Linked DNA regions of Sus scrofa: region 1 is linked to region 2. The links are chromatin contacts, called in public Hi-C maps. All regions are on one chromosome and are shown on one strand. Each heading gives the region's core, a stretch centred on a gene start, on an enhancer-like site or on the middle of the called end of the contact. The rest is flanking DNA. Distances are from core to core; before and after follow the strand shown. Region 1 overlaps KIAA1549 (UPF0606 protein KIAA1549 homolog). Region 2 overlaps ZC3HAV1 (zinc finger CCCH-type containing, antiviral 1).

The links. Hi-C and Micro-C count contacts between places; a contact is called where the count stands out from the background.
Region 1: a contact with region 2 is called in a Hi-C map of alveolar macrophages, with 1.8 times the contacts expected there. The contact joins two enhancer-like sites. A contact is called at or near these places in 12 of 47 Hi-C or Micro-C datasets (alveolar macrophages, brain, embryonic fibroblasts and 7 more) and 1 of 2 datasets of contacts at active chromatin or transcription factors (skeletal muscle).

What each region holds. Positions count from the first base shown.
Region 1 is chr18:10,773,294-10,779,669 of Sscrofa11.1, reverse strand. It overlaps KIAA1549 (UPF0606 protein KIAA1549 homolog), which reads right to left. Exons shown (of 20, transcript XM_021078582.1): 10 at 3,902-4,086. Among named protein-coding and RNA genes, the nearest start is that of ATP6V0A4, 92 kb to the left of the region's middle. Within about 2 kb of position 4,004, at least 12 of the 83 cell types and tissues checked have an H3K27ac peak or open chromatin away from gene starts, as enhancers often do. A contact at or near this core is called in alveolar macrophages, where this site is marked.
Region 2 is chr18:10,564,548-10,570,912 of Sscrofa11.1, reverse strand. It overlaps ZC3HAV1 (zinc finger CCCH-type containing, antiviral 1), which reads right to left. Exons shown (of 13, transcript NM_001177489.1): 6 at 5,699-5,822; 7 at 2,911-3,085. Among named protein-coding and RNA genes, the nearest start is that of ZC3HAV1L, 25 kb to the left of the region's middle. Within about 2 kb of position 2,877, at least 1 of the 83 cell types and tissues checked has an H3K27ac peak or open chromatin away from gene starts, as enhancers often do. A contact at or near this core is called in alveolar macrophages, where this site is marked.

The DNA.
Region 1 (6,376 bases), core at 2,755-5,254, 210 kb before region 2:
CATTCACATGGCATCATCTCCTCCACCTCCAAGCTTCAGCCCCAGACTCGGGGGTGCTGCCCCTCATGTGTGCCGCCCCAGCACCCTAGACAAACCTACACTGCAGCACCTCAGCTTTGAACTGCTTCCCCTTCTCCCTTATGAAAGTCCTTGATGGGTTATGGGTTGGTGGGTTATCCGTGCTTGTCACCCAGCCCGGCCCTGAGTGGCTGAGAGTAAATTGCTCAATTGGGCGAATGAACATGCAGCACCAGGCAGCTCCATCTGGCTGCCCGCAGTGCCAGCCGGCCAGGAACCATGGTCCTATGCCAACCACGGGGTGTGGACTGTCCCTGTTGAAAGGAACAAGTTTCCAAAGGGCCAGCAGCATCTGGCCAACGCCATTCGTGTCTTTAAATAGAACCTCAACAGGGCGAGGCGGGTCCAAGCTGTAATTTTTCTGGGAGCAGTCAAAAGTGATGCCTTGGGGCTCCAGATTAAAGAGAACACAGATAAAAGAAAGACATGGGTTAGCAGTCCTTTCTCATTAGAAACAGTAAAAGACCCTGCCTCAAACTAGGACAGAATGGTCTCTCTCTCTGTTATCACATTTCAGAACTAATCTATTCCCAGACAATGTGAAGAGGTTTCCTTCTGGTTACAAGAAGGGGGGAGGGTGTGGATTTTTGGTCCGTGGATTTATTCATTCCAGATGTTGGCAGCTCTGGGATTTGCCCAAAGATGTCAGGGAGCAGTGGTGAAGCAGCATCAGGGGGCGGGGTGGGCAGAGGGGAGAGAGAAATCACAGAGCCACACGAGGAGGAAAAAGTGCTCTTGCAGTCACGACAAGACAGCATCTTTTCAAAGGGCCCCGAAGACGAGGCTAGGGGACCCTCGCTATCGACAGATGGTCTCAGAAGAAACACTTACGCAGCAGAGAGACGCGTTTTTCAACGACATGGACATCATCGTTTTCCTACGATAAAAGCAGGACAAGCTCTACGTGGTGGGTTCCTGTGCCAGCAAAACAAAGACCTTGCCACCCTCCTAACAGAGCGGAGGACACCTGTCACCTCCGGTGGTCCTCCGGGCGGAGTTCCTCCCGGCAAAGATGCCGTCAAAGGAAAAGCATCAAACTCCACAGCACTGGGCACAAAGAGAGCAGCTCTGGAGGCCAGTTTTATGGGAAACTGTCCGTTTGATGTACAGCAACATCTGCGATGTGAGACTATTTCGGAACTAAAAGTGGGAGACGGCGAAAGCTTGGGCAGTAGCATCTAGTGAACGGTGGGAATGCTGGCAATTACTGAAGGGACAGGTGTGTTTATGTTAGGAAGCAGCAAACATTAAAGACCTAAATACATAACCGCCTATACGGGTTAAGTCTCTCAGTAACAATACCCTTTCACCAGAACAAAAACACTTCCAAAGCGACTGTTGATCTCATTACAATGAAATTCACACTATGCATCATTTAGTAGATCGGTGACTTTTTCCCAGGTTCTTTCCATGCTATTCACCACCTAACAACAAAACGACCTTAGCAGACCATGTAAATAATAAATGAAGAGAGGTCATAAATATAACCGTAATGTACAAACTGCCTCTCAAACACTGCATAACCATGAACTTGCAATTAATCAAGGGTTTGCCTTTCTTAGTGGATCCATAAGAAAAAGAATGCTCCTCATTTACTTTCACAAAGGTAAAATACATCTTAAAATAATACTTTTTTTTTTTCAGGAGTTACCATCATGGCGCAGCAGTAATGAACCCAACTAGTATCCATGAGGATGCAGGTTCGATCCCTGGCCTCACTCAGTGGGTTAAGGATCCGATGTTGCGTGAGACACGGCTCGGAGCTGGCATTGCTGTGGCTGTGGTGTAGGCCAGCAACCCTAACTCTGACTGGACCCCTGGCCTGGGAACTTCCATATGCCCTCGCGGGTGCAGCCATAAAAAGCCAAAAATAATAATAATAATAATTAATTTAAAAAAATAAAATACTTTTTTTTTTCATCCAGGAAGTCTAGGTTTGTGATGTGCAGAAATTTTTTTATACCCAGAAAATCAGAATAAAATTAAAAGGTTAAAAGGACAATTTTTTTATTTCTGGTTCTTCTGCCTCTTGCTTGCCTTTTCTTAGCAAACTTTTCGAGTTAAGTGGGCCCTCTACATGTGTGAGACCCAGAGCAGGCACATGTCAATAAATGCAGTGGCGACCACACGTCCCATGCTCTGGGTGTGGCTAGCCCGGGCGCTGCGCTCAGTGTCCGGACCTCACAAGCGCCTCTCTTACTTGGCACGTTCTCGCTGCACTAGGGAGCTAGGCACTGATGAAGAGGCTATATCTTCACTCTGAAACTTGTATGTGACAAATATTGCAGAAACTGTTGAAACCTACGTGTGAGAAGGGGACTGTGATTACTATAAAAACTAACTCAAGGAGTTCCCGCTGCGCTAAAACAGTAACGGCTGTGCCTGCAGTGCCAGGACATAAGTTGGATTCCTGGCCAACACTGGTCAAAGGATCCGGTGTTGCCACAGCTGCAGCATAAGTCGAAAGTGGGGCTTGGATCCGATCCCTGGCCTAGAAACTCCACATCTCATGGGGCAGCCAAAAAAAGGAAAAGGAAAAAACCCTACCTTGAATGCTTTGGAAAGACATGGAAAAGGAGCTGCTAGAAAGAAAAGAAGAAGGCAGGCGGAAAGAAAGAAAGAAGGAAGGAAGGAAGGAAGGAAGGAAGGAAGGAAAGAAAGAAAGAAAGAAAGAAAGAAAGAAAGAAAGAAAGAAAGAAAGAAAGAAAGAAAGAAAACAAAAAAAAAAGAAAAGAAAGAAAGGAGGGAAGGAAGAAAAAAAGGGGGAGAGAAAGGGAGAGAGAAGGAGAGAGGGAGGAAGGAAGGAAGAAAAAAAGAAAAGAAATGAAATGAAACTGCTGTCAGGTGAGGGGCAGTGAATTTACTCTAAAAGATTACACAGTAGAGTGGGGTGGGGGGATATTGGAAAAATAAAAAATTGTACTCAGGTTCCCTATAAGAAGCCTGGATTGGAAATGGCAGCTGGTGGATTATGTGTATTGTTTCTTATAAGAAATACTGCACAGAATTTCTTCCAGTAGACTAATGCCCCAAAATATTTTTTAAAAGATTGGCAAGTACTCATTTATATATATATAAAATGTATATACTTATAAATTTATATAATTATATATTAAAATTAATGCATGTATTACTTTTTTCTTTTTTTTTTTTTCTTTTTTAGCGTCACATGTGCAGCATAGGGAAGTTCCCAGACTAGGGACTGGATCAGAGCTATAGCTGCAGCCTACACCACAGCCACAGCAATGCAGGATATTCAGCCCACTGAGCGAGGCCAGGGATTGAACCCGCATCCTCATGGCTACTAGTTGGGTTCGTTCCCTCTGAGTCACGACAGGAACTCCCTGTATTACACTTTCTTAATGATTAAATGGTCGTGATCACGGTGGATAAGTAGGCTTGCGACATGGAAGGAGAGGAAAAGAAAGGAGCCACCCAGCAGAGTTGCATATGAACGAAAAGATACACAGATCAAAGCAAACCTTTCCTGGCTCCTGTTCTCTGAAAAATACCCAGGGTTAAAAGAGATCAGAATTCACAGACAGAATGGACGTGATCTTCTAAGGGAGCATCTCAAAAATAAAATCACAGTGGAATTCAGAGCCCACGGCACTGCTAAGCCATTACACCTTCCTGGCGAGGAGTTAATCCTGCAGAGGAACTGGGGTGCCCTAGGCACACACGGAGACAACGGGACGCCACCGGTGAAACCAAACCCCTTCCTTACCAGCTCCCTCCCCCGTCCTTCCGGATCAGGACTGGAGGCACCTCAGCCCAGCCCACGGGGTGCTCATGCGAACGCCGGGGGCGGGGGCGCCCTTACCTTCTGCCGCTGCTGAATGTTGGCCACAGTGTCAGGCTGAAAGTCCAGCTTGTCCGTGCGGCAGAGTTTCCAGTAGAGGATGACGACGATCAGCGCCACCAGCAGCCCCGGAATGACCACGCCCACAATGACCCAGAGGTTGCTGCTCTGCGACTCCGGCTCCGGCCTCTTCACCCTGTCCACGGCTGCAGGCGAGGGAGGGGGTCTGTCAGGGGCTGCTCTGCGACCCTGGGCCAGGCGGCCCTTCCGGGCCGAGACTGTGCCTTCTTCCAGGAGCCACCCTCACAGCCCCCGTCCTTTCGGCGCAAGACGACTGGGGAGAGAGCACGCCCCCCGACGACAGGAAACGAGAGGCAGTGACAAACACGGGAGGGTCGGTCGCCTCGACCGCCCAGGAGCGACCACGGTGACATACGTGATGTGTCCTCAGGAACAGGGCTAACTCACGACAATGTCAGCTTATTCCTGGTCTCCTGGCTTCCAGCTCATTCCACCAGATCGGTCCCTAAACTCTCACTGCAGGAATGGTCCCACACCAAGAGCGAGGTCTGCGAGCCCTGCCTTCATGCCTTATCTGTGTCCCCACCCCCAGCCCCCAAGCCCTTGAAACATGACTTTTGATTCAAATTGCTTTACCTAAGGTACCAGCCGTCCACTTTAAAATGACATTAAATCAATTTACTTATTTGGAAGCCCTCACTCCCCCCTCCCACCCCCATTCCAACCCCATCTTTCCTGTCTCAACTACTCTGTCCTTCTTAATTTCCTTCACTGGCTCCTTCCCCCACCCCAGCCTCTCAGGACTGGACCCTCATCCCCTTTATTCTACACGCATCCTCTCTCAGGATTCGGCTTTTTTCTTGATCTTTAAAAAAATGTTTTTTAATATTTTGAAAAAAATCTTAGGAGTTCCCATCATGGCTCAGTGGAAACAAGTCTGACTTGTACCCATGCAGACACAGGTTCGATCCCTGGCCTCGCTCAGTGGGTTAAGGATCCAGCATTGCCAGGAGCTGTGGTGTAAGGCGAACACTGGGCTCGGATCCTGTGTTGCTCTGGCATCGGCCATCGGCTGCAGCTCTGATCTAAAACTTCCACATGCCACAGGTGCGGCCCTAAAAAGACAAAAAAAAATTTTTTTTACTGGAGTATAGCTGACTTACAATGTGATATTAGTTTCAGGTATACAACCAAGTGAATCAGTTATACATCTGTCCATTTCGTTCCAGATTATTGTATTTTCTTTACACGGCACTGAGCAGGTGGCCATGTGCTGTACAGTGGGTCCTTCTTACTTCTTTATCTCATACACAGGAATGTGGACACGTCCATCCCAGCCTCCCAGCGCATCTCTCCCCTCAACTTTTCCCCTTCGATAACGCCAAGTTCAGTGTTGAAATCTCTGAATCCACTTCTGTTTTGCGAATAAGTTCTTTTGCAGCATTTTTATGAGATGCCACGTATAAGTGATATCATACATTTGTCTTTCTCTGTCTGACGAACTTCACTTAGTATGATAAGCTCTAGTTGCATCCACGTTGCTGCCAGTGGCATGGTTTCATTCTTGTTTATGACTGAGTCATAGTCCATGTGCATATGTACCCCGTCTTCTCTATTCATTCTGCTGCTGATGGACATTTAGGTTGCTTCCACGGCTTCACTACTGTAGACAGTGCTGCAACGAACACGGCGGTGGAGGTATCTTTTTGATGTACTGGTTTTCTCTGGACACAGGCCCAGGAGTGAGACTGCTGGATCACATGGTAGCACCATATTTCGTTTTTGAAGGAACCTCCACACTGTTTTCCATAGCGGATACACCCACTGACATTCCCACCAACATGCTCCGCACTCTCTCTGGCAGTTATTATTTACAATAATACATTGTAAATATTAAACTGACTCGCTGACGACAGCCATTCTGACCGGTGACAGGTGATACCTCATTGTAACTTCATTATAGTTTTGATTTGCTTTTCTCTAATAATTAGTGATGTGGAGCATCTTATCTTTTCGTGTGCTTTTTGGCCATCTGTCTGCTTTCTTTGGAGAAATGTCTATTTAGATCTTCTGACCATTTTTTACTTGGGTTGTTTGGGCTTTTCTGGATATAAAGCTGTATGAGATGTTTGTACATTTTGGAGATTGGTACTTTGTTGGTCGCAAGTATTTTTTCCTCCCATTTTGCAGGTTGTTCTTTCGTCAGCTCTTCGGGAAAGCTCAACTGCTTCCAGTCCTCTTAAAGCTCAGGTTCCGACCACCAGGCTCTGAAAATCAAAATGCCCCCTCCTCTCTGCCCAACTCGCTCTGTTAGGGCCACTTCACAAGGACCTCTCCAAGACGACACTAAATTCCCCCCATCTAAGGCCTTTTGTTCTTGCTTGTCTTTGTCTGATAAATGATATGCTGCTATTCTTTCAAAATGCATTTTGTTACATAAATGTATCATCTTGGAGTTCCTGCTGTGGCTCAGCA
Region 2 (6,365 bases), core at 1,628-4,127:
ACCCATGAGGACGTGGGTTCGATCCCTGGCCTCGCTCAGTGGGTTAAGAATCCACCATTACTGTGAGCTGTGGTGTAGGTCGCAGATGTGGCTGGGATTCGGCGTTGCTGTGGCTGTGGCGTAGGCCGGCTGCTACAGCTCTGATTCAGCCCTTAGCCTGGGAACTTCCATGTGCTGCAGGCGTGGCCCTAAAAAGCAAAAAAAAAAAAAAAAAAAAGCTGGGGGGTGCTTATTATGTATTCTTTTTTTTAAATTTTGACTTTTTCCATTATAGCTGGTTTACAGTGGTGTTTTTTTTGTTTTTTTTTTTTTTCTCGGTCTTTTTGCCTTTTCTAGGGCCCCACTGAGGCACATGGAGGTTCCCAAGCTAGGGGTCAAATGGGAGCTAGAGCTGCCAGCCTACACCAGAGCCACAGCAACATGGGATCTGAGCTGCGTCTGTGACCTACACCACAGCTCACGGCAATGCCAGATCCCGGCAATGCCAGATCCTTAACCCACTGAGCAAGGCCAGGGATCAAACCTGCAACCTCATAGTTCCCGCTTGTACGCGTTAACCACTGAGCCACGACAGGAACTCCTACAGTGTTCTGTTTTATTATGTATTCTTGAATTTACGTCTCAGTTTCAGTACCCAGGGCTTGGCTTTTGTCTTGTGCCTACACTATTGCCTTTCTTGGCTTTCTAGAGCTGTGGCTTGCCCTGGGCCTGGGCAATGAACTCCTGCCCCTCAAGGCCAGCTCTCCCAGTGGCTAAGCTTGGCTATCGGCGAGGAAACTTCTCCAGGGTCTGGGTCTGCACCCCCTGCCTGATGCAAAGCCCATGAGTCCCTGGCTCCACCTCCAGTTACTCCTAACTCTGTCCTCTCCCTGGCCCCCATCTGTGTAGGCGCCAAGTCCTGGCTTAGCACCTAAACTTCCACCTCTTAATTCTACCTTCCAGAGAGTTCACTGTCAAAACATACGCATCTACCCTTTTTTGGCCAAAGTTTCTACTCTCCCTGTTCCTATCAAGAAGGTTCCTAGCCCAGAAATTTCAGTTGCCCAACTCTTATTAAAAATTCAGTCAGCGACCCCTAGCCTGGGAACCTCCATATGCCGCGGGAGTAGCCCAAGAAATAGCAAAAAGACCAAAAAAAAAAAAAAAAAAAAATTCAGTCAGGAGTTCCCATCGTGGCTGAGTGGTTAACGAATCCGACTAGGAACCATGAGGTTTCGGGTTAGATCCCTGGCCTTGCTCAGTGGGTTAAGGATCTGGTGTTGCTGTGAGCTGTGGTATAAGTTGCAGACTCTGCTTGGATCCCACATTGCTGTGGCTGTGGTGTAGACCAGCAGCTGCAGCTCTGATTCCACCCCTAGCCTGGGAACTTCCATATGCTGTGGGCATGGCCCTAAACAGCAAAAAAAAAAAAAAAAAGTTTCTTGATGTTTTAGTAGGGAACATGAGTGACAGAATTTGTATAAATTTAAATGTGATCTATTCTCTGCTGAGCGTTCTTTAGTTATTTTATCTAATCACCAAGCTGAAGAACTGGAGTTTATAATTCCTGCTTCCACCGGCCCCTCACGGGGGAGTCACTTTTCCGCAAGTGCACTTTGCCATGATCCTCAGCTTAAACGAAGAAGAGCCCATACAAAGCTAGGGGTCAAATCAGAGCTGTAGCCGCCAGCCTACACCACAGCCACAGCAACTTGGGATCCGAGCCGCCCCTGCGACCTACAGCACAGCTCACAGCAACGCTGAATCCTTAACCCACTGAGCAAGGGCAGGGATCGAACCCGTGACCTCATGGTTCCTAGTCGGATTCGTTAACCACTGCGCCACGACGGGAACTCCTATTTCTTAATTTAAATTTTATTTTGTACTGGGGTATAATTGATTAACAAGGTTGTGTTAGTTTCAGGTGTACAGCAAACTGATTCAGTTATGTGTACGCATATATCCATGTTTCTTCAGATTCTTTTCCCATATAGGTTCCTGAAACGAGTTCCCTGTGCCATACAGCAGGCCTCTCTTTCTAATCCTATGAATCAAAGTGAAGAAAGACATTACACGGAAGCTCTGCTTATCTAAACTTCTCTCCCCTGTTTCTCCGTCCCTTTGTGGGTAAGCCTAGCATCTTCCAGTCTCTCTGAATCCAGACTGTGACTGAATCCCAGTGGCCACCTCCATCAGTCTTCTGATTGCTCACTCTTGCCCCTCTTCTGGCTGAAAGCAATGGCCTCTGTACATTTCTGTACCAACACATAGAGAGTCATCTCAAGGGGAGTTGCCGATGTGGCTCAACAGTAACAAACCCGACTAGTATCAGCAAGGATGCAGGTTGATGCCTGGCCTCGCTCAGTTGCCTAAGAATCTGGCATTGCTGTGAGCTGTGGTGTAGGCCGCAGACACAACTCAGATCCTGCATTGCTATGGCTGTGGTGTAGGCTGGCAGCTACAGATGACCCCTAGCCTGGGAACCTCCATGTACAGAGGGTGTGGCCTTAAAAAAAGCAAAAAAGAAGTTCCCGTCATGGCACAGTAGAAACAAATCTGACTAGGAACCATGAGGTTGCAGGTTTGATCCCTGACTTCATTCAGTGGACTAAGGATCCGGTGTTGCCGTGAGCTGTGGTGTAGGTCAGCGGCTGTAGCTCCGATTCAACCCCTGGCCTGGGAACCTCCACACGCCGTGGATGTGGCCCTGAAAAGACAAAAGACCAAAAAAAAAAAAAAAAATTATAATTGTTATGATGCAATCGGAGTACGTACTTGCTGAAAAAGTGCGGACAGGGCTGTGGGTATAACGTAAAAACGTACAGCATCCTCTACCAGGTTCCGGCCCCACGGTAACCAGGCAGGCATCAGAGTTTCTTCGGAAGTTGGGTAGTTTACACAAGAGTGTCCACAAGGAGGCAGTGTACTCACCTTCTCCCCATATCGAACCCATGTGTTAGGTCCGCTCTTCCAGTACCAAACCCATTTCGTGGTGAAGACAGTACCGGGCGGCCTCGTGACAGATGAAGGCGTGGAGAGGCGTCGGATGGGATTATAATCACAAGTCATCTCCTGGAAATTGAGTTTATAATTTCCAATAGAAAGGCTGAGAAGGGAAAGCTCAGTGTTAACAACATGCTTCCCTGAAGCAAAACGCTTGTTTTCTATACTTTCCACACCGTGGTCGTCCCTGATAAGAGGACAGAATTCAAACTGGAGGGCTGAAGGGGACCTCTGAATTTCCTGTATGCAGCTTGCAAGGAAAAACTGCAGTACAGGCACGTAACCTGCCTATCCCACGTATTTAATGGTGTCACAAAATGTGTTCTTCCTTTGAGAAATATTCCCAAAGGAAACTGTACCCACAAAAAAACATTTGAGTGGCTCAGTGTTAGACAGTCAGTGAGGGAGTGCCCGTCGTGGCTCAGTGGAAACAAATCTGACTAGTATCCAAGAAGATGCAGGTTCAATCCCTGGCTTTGTTCAGTGGGTTAAGGATCTGGTGTTTGGGTGAGCTGTGGTGTAGGTTGCAAATGCAGCTTGGATCCCGCATTGCTGTGGCTGTGGTTGTAGGCCAGCGACTACAGCTCCAATTTGACCCCTAGCCTAGGAACCTCCACATGCTGTGGGTGTGGCCCTAGAAAAAAGACAAAAACAAAAAAAAAAGTCAATTAGAAACTCACAGTAGGTCACTTTCAGTATTTATTTATTTATTTTGTCCTTTTAGGGCTGCACCCACGGCCTATGGAGGTTCCCAGGCTAGGGGTCGAATCAGAGCTGTAGTCACTGGCCTACATCACAGCCACAGCAAAGCCAGATATGAGCCGCATCTTGGACCTACATCACAGCTCATGGCAATACTGGATCCTTAACCCACTGAGCAAGGTCAGAGATCGAACCCACAACCTCATGGCTCCTAGTCAGATTCATTTCTGCTGCCCCACGACGGGAACTCCTTCAATCATTATTCTTTAAATAGTTATCAAAGTGTAGACCGAGACTTTTGCAGGGTGCCAGCCAGGTCAAAGTTATTCTCATCGTAATATTAAGACATTACTTGCCTTTTTCACTTTCATACCCTCACGGGGGCACAATGGAGTTTTCCAGAGGCTACATGATGTCGATTTCACAACACAATAAATTTGCAAAATACAGAACAATTTCATTCTTCACAACAAATTTGGTTTTGTTTTGGAAAAGTTACTTTTGTAGTTATACATATATATAGTTGTAAGCGCTTATACGTACAGGTCATTATCAAAGATGTTACATTAACATAAATGAGTTTATTATTGGTTTTTAATGAATTAATTTCATTATTTTCATTGAATCAATAATCCTTTAATTTTTCTCAGTTGTGATTTTTTTTTTTTTTTTCTATTTAGGCTGTGCCCACGGCTTGGGGAAACTCCTGGGGGCAGGGGCTAAATCTGCGCCACAGCAGCAACCCGAGCCACGGCAGTGACAGTGCCAGGTCCTCCACCCGCTGCACCACAAGAGAACACCTCAGCTGTGATCTTTAATGCGGAATACATATCAGTATACACATCAATAGAAGTTCTTTGGGATCGTCAATACACTTTAACACTACGTAGGACTCCCAAGACCAGAAAGTTTGAGTGTTACCGATCTAAGAAACACCCCCTCGATTGGGGATGTTCGATCAGGAGCAATTTTGCCACCCGAACATTTGACAGCCCTGAAGCCATCTCCGGTTATCAAAACGAGCGTTATCACGGGTGGATGCCACGAAGGATGCTACACTGGCCCCCAACAAATAATTATCTGGTCCCCAAAGTCATTAGGGCCAAGGCTGAGAAACCCTGCTTCAGGTTTATCTGGTGGGGGGAACACACCCAGAAATAAGAAAATGGTTGATGTCACCCTCTAGTGGCAAAAGGCAGCCACACAGAATCTCTACCCCATTTCACTAAATGTGTGGATGATGAAATGTCCCTATTTCCCCTCAAGAATTTCCTTCTAAAAAAAGGAAACAGACACATGCTTAGGAGTGGTACTGCCCCTACCAGCCCTACAAGAAACAGAAATGGAAGGCAGCCTCTTAGAAACCGCCAGGATACAGAATACAGCAAGCAGGAAGGAAGGCAGGACATGCTAACGCGTTCAACCAAATCCTGCCCAGAACTATATGAAGTGACTCAAATCATTTCCTCAAACCATGAAATTAAAGAAAAGCCCCTCTTTTCTTTCTTCTTTTTTGGCCGCACCCATGGTGTACGGACGTTTCCGGGCCACATATCAAATCTGAGCCAAAGCTTCAATCTGCGCCACAGCTACAGCAATGCTGGATGCTTAACCCACTGAACCACAGAGGGAACTCCGCCAAAGGCTCTGTCAAGCTCATCATTCAATACTTGTAATAGTCCTGTGATGAGCTGAGAGGAATACAAACCGCCCCCTGCATCGTATTATTCTCCAGGACATGCTGCCAAGTATTAACAAATACTGTGTCCTTGTTTATTTCACCTAAGGGAACAATCCCAGAACCCCTTGTATCAGCCAGGCCCTGAGTGACTTCACACCTACCCCACTTATACTTTTTTCTTCATTAACCCAGCAGGCATTTGCCTTTTTTATCCCAAGAGTTAACCTGAACGGCATCCTGAGGGGAACCTGCTTTTTCTTCTTCCCATAAACATAGCACTAGGCGTTCCTTTGATGCTGTGGCTTTCATAAGCCAGTCCGGCCACCAACTTACACGGAGACTTTGGGGTCACAAAAGGCCTCCTCGACGTTCTCCATGAGCGAGAGGTCCATCCAGGTGTTCGCACTGAGCATCTGCCACCGGTAGGGCAGGTGGAAGTGAACTTTGCTGCAGTTCTCTGCAAAGACAGAAGAGAGGTCTGACCGATTCAGCCAAATTCACCGCTAACTTTCCCCATCAAGGTCTGCCGTCCCCAGCCCGCCAGCCCCGCAGGCACATGGCCTGGCTCCACCGCCATTCATGCTGGCCCCTGCCTGTACTGCCCCAAACCCTTACTTCCGTGTTCCTTTGTCACCCATGGAGATGCGCCAGAAAATGAAATGCTAACCCCCCCCAGAAGCCACATTATCCACAAGGAAATCTGAGGTCATTGTAAATTTACAGTTACCTTCTGCACTTCCCTCATGAATTTATTGAGTCGAAAGACTCTCCTGCATGGCCAACTGCTTGTTTCTTTGAAGCCCTGGCCTAAAAAGCACCCCTTCCAGAAGAATTCCCTCACTAATCTCTTAGGCTTCTGACCTGACTTCTATTTTGTATCCCCCAGCCAGTACCCCATCTTTAGTTTGGGCTTTATTATTCATGTATTTTAGGCAGTTTTCTAATCTGCGGATGTTCTGATGCCCCATTTTAATGACAAACTCATTGAAGAGAGGCCTGC